Regions from separate parts of the Mus musculus genome. Here region 2 is linked to region 1. A link is a contact called in public HiChIP or PLAC-seq data. All regions are on one chromosome and are shown on one strand. The core of a region is the stretch at or near the end of the contact, and the rest is flanking DNA. Distances in the headings are between cores, read along the strand shown.

The links. HiChIP or PLAC-seq counts read pairs in DNA pulled down with a chosen protein or histone mark.
Region 2: a contact with region 1 is called in an H3K27ac HiChIP or PLAC-seq map of epiblast stem cells. The contact joins the promoter of Cfap299 here to the enhancer-like site in region 1. A contact is called at or near these places in 1 of 15 datasets of contacts at CTCF or cohesin (CD8 T cells), 1 of 484 Hi-C or Micro-C datasets (the C2C12 cell line), 2 of 115 datasets of contacts at active chromatin or transcription factors (embryonic fibroblasts and epiblast stem cells) and 1 of 9 other capture datasets (adipose tissue).

Annotation. Positions count from the first base shown.
Region 1 is chr5:98,291,656-98,295,835 of GRCm38.p6, forward strand. No RefSeq gene overlaps it. Among named protein-coding and RNA genes, the nearest start is that of Cfap299, 36 kb to the right of the region's middle. Within about 2 kb of position 1,981, at least 16 of the 459 cell types and tissues checked have an H3K27ac peak or open chromatin away from gene starts, as enhancers often do. A contact at or near this core is called in epiblast stem cells, where this site is marked.
Region 2 is chr5:98,326,543-98,331,058 of GRCm38.p6, forward strand. It overlaps Cfap299 (cilia and flagella associated protein 299), which reads left to right and starts at 2,762. Exons shown (of 6, transcript NM_001024614.1): 1 at 2,762-2,922. The coding sequence starts at 2,812.

The DNA.
Region 1 (4,180 bases), core at 731-3,230:
GTAGTTTTCCTTCAGGTTGGACCTGAGACTGGAATACTGGATCGACGTCCATCCCAAGATCTGGAGGCAAAGTTTACAAACTGGATTGTCTTTTTTTTTTTTTTTTTTTTTTTTTTCCTGTCTTCTCCTTCAATGCCATATAGCGGGTATTCATTTCTGCTTGAATTTCTATAATATGCTTATCCTTGAGACTCTATAACACATACAATTCAAAACATTAGTTTCCTCTTTTCTATTGAGGCAGTTATGGGAAGGGAGGCTTTTGAAGCAAGGTTCAGAAAGGACAGGGACGGGGGTGGGGGGGGACGACGACGACACACACTAGGAATTAGATGTCAATTCGGTTAGCTGAACTGGAACACAGAAAGTCTATGGTTGGCATACAAGAGATGCTCAGACCCTGAGGATGAGCTTGACCAAATGAAAGGCTGCTAATGGATCGTGGACACTCGTTTAGTTACTTACATCTTGTGTGTACCCTTCAATGAGCCTTTGATTGCACTGAATCCTTTTGTTCATTCTGAGATATATATATATATATCTCATATTCATATATATATATATATATATGAATGAGAATGTTTCTTTTCAAACTTAAACTTACAGCCATGTTTACATATGATTTTCAATCAGGGATACAAATCACATTTACTTTTAACATCAAAGAACCAGAAAACAAATTGCAGGCATCAATTGTCACAAAACCCAGCACCCGAAGCCCCTATCTTTGAGATACCTCTGTCTCATTATAATTTGACCTGGTCTTACTTCAGGAGTAGTTGAGAGAATATTGCTCATTTTTCTTAGCTGTCAAGATTCAGTTTGATCCATCGCAGATCCCTAAAGCTATGTAGGGAGCTCTCTCCTTAATTCCAGTGGTTTCATTTCTAAGCATCTGTAATAGTCCCTGCTGGGTTCAGGGAGAGTTTTGCTTGCTCGGAGTGTGAGATCACGCCCTCGGTAATTACAGTGAGCGTGCCGTGAAAATATGTGGTGAATATAATGTCAGGAAATCATGCAAATTTTATTATCACCGGTGAAGTGGTGGCTGGTGGAGAACTTGTCAGTATTTTCAACGTGAAGCCTAATTACCTTGATTTACTTGTACTGCCATTCATAACCTTGCTGCGATGTTGCTCCTGACAGCGCTTCTGCATTTTACAAGGAAGGAATAACGCCATGTAAATAATTTAAAAACAATAAATCATTTAGAGTGGCTTTAAACCAAAACCTAATGCAGTAGCTGGCTGAGTATTTGCTACACTGAACAGGTAGCTGGCACGCAGAATTCATCTGTGTCTAGGAGGTATTTACTCCTAAATTCCGTAAATGCGGAAAAGGCAGGTCGGAAAAAGATCGGAGACCCGAAGCCTATGAGCGCATCCGCCCTTTTACCTTTTGGACACCGTATGGAAAATGGGGAAATCAAACTCTAGTCATGGTCCTCCTACTTCAAACAGAGATTTGCTGAGTTACGCCAGGCAAATGACTAATTAAGGCTGCTTCTCTGAGCAGAGCTGGCTGAGCTTTGGAGAGGGGGTATCTGACTTGCCCCGGGCTGCATCGCCACCTCCTCCTCCCCCATCCCAGAGCTGCAGGGGAAAGGACCTGAAAGGTTGGGAGCAGGGGAAACAGAGCTGGCAGGTAAACAGCCGGGGGCGGGGGGGGGGCTGGAGGGGGGGAGCTGGAGGAGACACTTTTCTCTCTAGTCATTTCTCCACACAAAGCAGATAATGAAAAGCAAAAACCCATCGGACAAAGCTTCTACTTAAGTAGAAAGGTAGGAGGACTCGCTTTATGCCGGAGGGAGCATGGGGCTGCCAGCTGCTTCTGGACAATTGCGTTCCTACTGGGTGCCAAGCAAGTCATTATCTCTTTTAATCCTCACAACAATTCTCTGAGGTAGGTATGACTATCCCCTTTTACAGATAAGGACAAAACCAGAGTTAGATTAAGTAATTTGCCTGAGGTCACCGGCTAGGGAGTGACTATCAGGATTAAGTCTGAAACCCTCTGACTCAGGCAACACTCCCTCCATCCCGACTCTGTTCCCTCCCCCACAAGCCGACTTCTTAACTCTGGGAATTCACATATAATTTAGACATGCCTTTGACGTTGTCCTGTGAACATTCAGACTAGTGGAACCCTTCTGGTGATAAAGCATCCTGAAGGCCATCCGTCCCGCTCTGCCTCTACTTCCCAGAAAGGTGTCTTGGCTGGTTCTGCCCTCTTACTGCCCAAGAAAGGGCACAAGTATACGTGCTTGATACAGGTGATAACACAGTTTCTTCTTCGCTGATTCCATTGCTTGGCACCCCACCCCCACCCCCATCCCAAGTTCCCGGGCAGCTGTTCCCCCTTACCCATTTTTCTTCAGGAAAGACAGAGTATTTTTGCTGTTCCTTTCAAAGCAGGAACATTTGAATAATTTTTACCTTAGACTACCTTTTTTTTAACCTTGGTTCTGAGTTCTGTCTGCCTAAGACCCACCTAGAGTAGAGGGCTTGCTCTCTGGTCAATCAAAAATCCCCAGTGCCATGCTTTGGCTCACCCTAGGGATTAATAAATGTTAGTTCCTTTTACATGGAAAATCTTCAGCATTGTACATATTTCCCTCACAGAAGCAAATGATCCCGGCCTCTTAGATTTGAGGATTTAGTCTGCTTCTGTTTACCATTAGTGGTTTCCTTGAATATAGAAAATTGTGAGTTTTTTCCTTAATGTTTATTAATCTGTAATTTTGTAAGCAAAACTCTGGCGTATATGTGCCTACTCATGTCTACATGGCAAACGAAAGTGCTATGGGCAATCATGGTTGTTCCACCGTTATAGAAAGCACTTCATTTCATACACATTTGAAACATTTTGAGGAAGAAAGTTTTGTTTTTAAATAAAAATTCCCCATTATCTGTTTATTGATACACATTAATTGTTCAAAACGATGGGTTTCATTATGAAGTCTTCATACTTGTATATAATGTACTTTGACCATGCTCACTCCATATTACCTTCTGTTACCCCTCTCTCCAGACACCTTTCTTTTCCTAAGTCCTTTGTGGTAAAGGCTCAAAAAGGCAACTGTCACTTGTTTCCCTCATATGCAGGATGGAGATTTCTTTTAAAGAACTTCACTCCTAAAGAAGGAAGGTGAAATGACAGGGCCTGTCAGTGCAGACTTGCTGATGCTCTCAGGGTCAGTGTTTACTGGTTGTCAGTCACTGCTGAGGGCCTTGGGGACTCTTGACTTCTGTGGTACAAGACCTTTATAGAAAGAACCTGGTGGGCTTTTATCAATGAACTGCCCTTCTCAAAGTCCCATGCCAGGACCAGCTTGTAGAGTACCTGGGATCTTGTTGGAAATGCAAATTCTCAGACTTACTCAATCAGAACCTGTGGGCAGGAGGCCTAGGGAATCTGTCTCAGCAAGTCCTGCAGAGGGTTCTGGTGAGCAAGGAAGTTGAAGAAGATGGTCTTGTGGCAAGTTTTAAAAGGAAGTATCTAAAGGTTAGAATGAAGGGCTAGCGAGAGGGCCCAGCAAGGGAAGGGACCTTCTGAAGGACCTAACGGCCTGAGGTCAGTGCCTAGGACCCAGATGGTAAGGGAGGACTGACTCTGGAAGTTGTTCTGTGACTTCTATGTGCACAGCATGCTACTTATGTGCGTCCAAGCTCATGCGTGTGTATGTGGATGTTTGTGGGCACATATACACTACACTGTGCACACACATAGCATGCACTCACACCATACCACTGCATACACACACACACTACACACATACACACTGGGTACATGGGAGTGGGACATGTGTGTCTGTGTGTGTGTGTGTGTGTATGCAGAAGTGCAGTATAGCCTATTTACAATAGGCTAATCAACCAGTAGATGATCAACCTTAGGGGAAATGAAACTGAAGAAAAAATACTCTATAAAGAGACCAGGTAAAGACAAGAGGTTTGAAGCTACTTCCGCTATAATATGCTATGCTCTTTTACAGTACAATTAAAAAAATAAAACTCTCTTAAAACAAAAATGATAGTGTATTATATATATATATATAAAGTGATAGTGAATTATCTCTATCTCTATTTATCTATCTATCTATCCATCTATCCTGACCTCAGGCCATTAGGTCCTTCAGAAGGTCCCTTCCCTTGCTGGGCCCTCTCGCTAGCCCTTCATTCTA
Region 2 (4,516 bases), core at 1,512-4,011, 36 kb after region 1:
AAAAATTACAATCTCTACTTACTTTCCCAGCTAGCATAGGATATTACTAATTATTTGGGAAAAGAAAAAGATAGAGTGTAGTTTGAAATGACTTCATCCTGCTCTAGTGAGAATAGAAGAAAGCCCATTTGTTTCAAAGAAATGCTAGGGTTTGGTTTTCCCTATGCCCTTTTCTTTATAGTATGGCCTTCTTTACTCTGTAGCTAAGCTGAATAGGGCATGTATTTTCTTATTCTTCCATATGTCTCTTCTCTCTTACACCCTGCAGTTTGTTGTGAAATATATATTCCCCATCTTTTGGCAAAGAATAGAATTTCTGGGATCGGTGCTAAATTCCTGGATTCAATGTTTAAAAGTCCCAGACTTGAAGAAGGAATTTATGGTTTCCAAAATAAAGTATTTCTTCGTCATAACAAAGGCCTCACCATAGAAAAGAGACTTGCTTAATCTTACATATTTCATGGTTGCCATTCCTTCTTGGCATTTTTCAGGCTCAGGTCTAAAGTGTTTCTGAACCCAAAGTGAAAATCTAGAAGACTTGTGTTGTTGGGCTTACTGTAATTTTAACCTTTCTGTGTAGAATGGTCTAAATTTATAAATTTCTTTCACTATTAACAAAGACACTGCTCTGTTAAAAGTGTTTGGGCAGCATTAGAGTCCTTGATTGGAAATACCTTTAAGTTGTTTAAATTTCTATGCTTTCAAGATCATTTCACCAAAGAGCTTCTGACCGTGCGGTTTCTGTCTGCGTGGTCAGTTTAATGAAGCATCCCTAAAAAACGTACAACTGCAATGGATCATGCTAGAACAATGAAGGTAGAAATCGTCCTTGATATCAGAGTGCCACAGGGTCAGGAATTCCAACATTCCTTAGCTGTTTTATGATTTCAAGAGGACGATAAAACCTTGGTGTGGGAGGATGGCAGAAACAGCGGTAACACATGTAAGCACAGCCCAGCACCCCCTAGACGAGCAGCGTGCAGTAGTGTGAGTTCCATTCTGAAGCCATGGCCACCACAGCTTCTCCTGTTTGGGTCCACGGCTGGTCTCGTTTGAAATCTCTTTTACTACACCTTTCAACTTCAGTCAGCTTCCTCCTTCCAATCCTCTTTCCTGTGCCCCTCCCTACTGTCCACCTCTCCCTCCATCCCACACAGAACTTGCGTTTCTTGCCTCCACAGTTTGGAAGATGCGCCTACTGTTTCTAGGCTTTGTATCAATCCGTGTTCCTTACCACACGTTTATTTTTCTTTCTAATAAACAAACTTCTGTATTTGGTTTTACACAGCTCTTTATAACCTATCTTTACATCCACATGCCCCTGTGAGAGAAAAGGACTATTGTTATTTTTTGGGTTTGCTTTTTTGCACCCGACACTTTGGCCAAGTCATTTAAACTCATCCTGTCTCCATATGGAGGATAACACCAATGCTGGTTTTCTAGTGAGTTTGTTGTTGTGATTAAACGAAATAATGGAGATTGTATGGTACTTAGAACAGGGCTGGTATGTGGTAAATTCAAATCAATCACCACACGGAAGCAAGTTTCATATCCTGTGGACCCCAGCGGCAGAAACTTTTTTTTTTTTTTTTAAGCTTTCTGTTGTGTTCAACACACCCAGAATAATGCCTCTGGGACAGAGAGGGGGTGGGTGGTAAGAGAGCACATGGCTGAAAGGTCAGGGTTCTGTAGGACTGAGAAGCTGATATGAGAGGAGCTAGGAGGAGCCTGAATGTCAGCTTGGACTTGAAACCAGGTACATGAGATGCCTAGAGGCCAGCTTGCCCTTCAGAATGCTAAAAGACACAAAAGGCACTTGTCCTCAAGTTTCTTTTGGACCAGACAGTACAGAGACCTCTCCTCTCTACTTGTGATAATGTTTTAGGCCACATGAAATTTTTTCCCCTCTATGCTTGGAGTTTAGTTTCTATAGCTTTCTAGATAATTATACAATATAAATTGTTGGTAGCCTGTTTTTAAAATAAAGCTATAACTTATTGTGCAACTTGGGGTCTTAAATAGACCTGGCTTTACTTTGCCCCCCTCCCCCCCAAAAAATGGAAAAGATTCATTGCAGAATCTGATTTGATTTCTACAAATGCTGAGATGATTGTAAAGTCCCTTGGCATAACAGCAAGCATCTGTGCTTCTGGTGTGGAAACAGTTGTACAAGTCTGCTCTAATGAGAAATGTTTCAGATTCAATTTTATACTATAGTATTTTAAAGAAATGAGTAAATAGAAACACAAGTCAATATCAGCTTCTCAATGGGATATATCATTCCATGATTAGGATCCCTCCCCCCCAACCCAATTTTTTAAAGGACGTTCAAGGAGGCAAGATTTTTCAAGTAATTTTCAACTTATTGAAATTTAAATAACAAAAAGTAAAGGAACTGAAAGGCAGAAGGCAGGAGCAAAGGAGATCACTAAGGCTGCTTCGTTTGGGAAGTTTATACATTGTTCCTGGCACACAAGTAACCAACCATAACTTGCCTTTAAGTTGTAATTTATACAACTGATCACGTGCTATTTTGAAGCACCCAGCAAGACTATTTCCCCTAGATTTCCGGGATACTCTTCTGTCGAGGTTCTTACTGCAAACACTGAGCAGGCACCTTCGGACTTTGCTAAGGCTTTTACACCAAAAAAGTTGGGTTTGCCCTGCAGGGCTGACCGCTCCCAGGGGTTAGAAGCCGCCCAGGGATCCGGCTGGGGCAGGGCCAGCGCAGCGCCCTCTGCCCCGCCCCCGCAACCGGCGCGCGTCCGGCCCGCCCACACCGGTTACTAGGGACGCGTCGGTGTAGCCGCGATGGATCAGGACGAGGGGCTGACGGCCGTGGACAACATTGTCACACAGTTCAACACCTATGAAGACTTCCTGGACTCTCAGATCACTACGGTCGACCTGTACTACCTGGAGGTAAGCGCGGGTCCGTCTTGCTGGCCGCGGCGGGGCTTGGTCGCCCCCTGGCGGTGACGGCGCTCACCGCAGGCCTCTGGCTTCGAGAGACTTCTCTGCAGGCTGCAGGAGTCCCCAGCCCTCCAAACGCTGGTGCGCTGCACAGAGGCCGACTTGGTCGCTGTAAAGTAGTAACAAGGCATAAAACCAGGAGGACGCGTTGCTGTGTGCACCTGAGGGCAGGGCAGCGGGAGGTCCCGGATGCTCGAGAAGACTTAGTTGGAGGGATCTTCAAGCTCCGAGCTCCTAACTCCCAACTGCAAGTCTCACAGCCTGGGCTCAGGTTTTCAAAGGAGTCCATCTCCATATTAAGGACAAACAGAGCAAGCACCATTGGGGGCGGGGGGGGGGGGGGAGAATCAACCCTACAGAACTCTGGGAAGGACTTGAATTTGGCCAACTCCCCTCATTTCTCCTGTGCACAAGGCAGTTTATCATATAGACACCCCTCCTTTTTAAATAGGTGCCACTGTATGAAAATAATCTTAAATGAAGAAAATTTGTCCCTTTTGAAATTATCTGTTAAAATAGTTACAAAACATGATTTTTAACAGCAACAGCAGCGATATCACCAAACAACCAAGCTTTTACGTTTATTAGATGGGTAACTTAAAGTTCCATTTGTGTGTACGCACACATGCATAAAAAGTCAGTGGGCAACTTGGAATCGGTTCTGAACTTGTATTCTGTGGTGTCCAGGGAATGAACTCAAGTTTGGCAGCAAGCACCTTTTCCTTAAGCCGTCTCTCCTGCTTTTAGCCAATATTTTAAACCCACAGAAGTTGCTTTAAATCCTTGCATCTGAAATGAAGCCACTGAATTGATAATTACAATAGATGTTGCAAGAAGCTTATGTAGAAAGAAGGGGAGGTAGGAAGAGAAAGGGTGAGTCCATCTTAATTATCTGACCGGCCAGAGGATGAGGAGCGCGGTTGGCACTTGGTTGGTAGACCGGAAGTAGTGATGCGGAAGTAGTGATGCGGAAGTAGTGATGCGGAAGTAGTGATGCTCCGGAGGTTGAGGAGCGTGGTTGGCGGGACGGAAGTAGTGCGTCTCCATCCTCTGTTTCCCGTGTTCACTAAATAACGACAGAACACTAAAACAACTGCATTGCCACGGCAGCGAGTAACATTAGCTTTGCTGAACTAATTAACAACTTTTATTCTATAAGTTAGCATCATCTAATAAAACCAACCAGTTCAGTGAGTGGAGAAATGATTGACAAGCTTCAGCAAAATTGCTAAGCTATGGGTTTTAGATCCTTTTCCAGTCATCTGCCCCTCTGACTAAACACAGTCCTTCTCTTTAGTGGCTGCCTGCGGACTACCGGAAAAATAAAAATTCCAGTTGAATTTCTTTTCTCAGGTAAGGGGTGAAAGAAATATTAAAATGATTTAAAGATTTCCCTAGATAATGGATTCCAGTCATGGATAAATTAATTACAGATATAAACGACATGAAGTTTTACTCAAAATATTTTTTTTTCCAATACTGAGAACATTTTGGGCTAAGGATATAGCTCGGTAGTAGAGTGCTTGCTGGTTTGCTTGAGGCC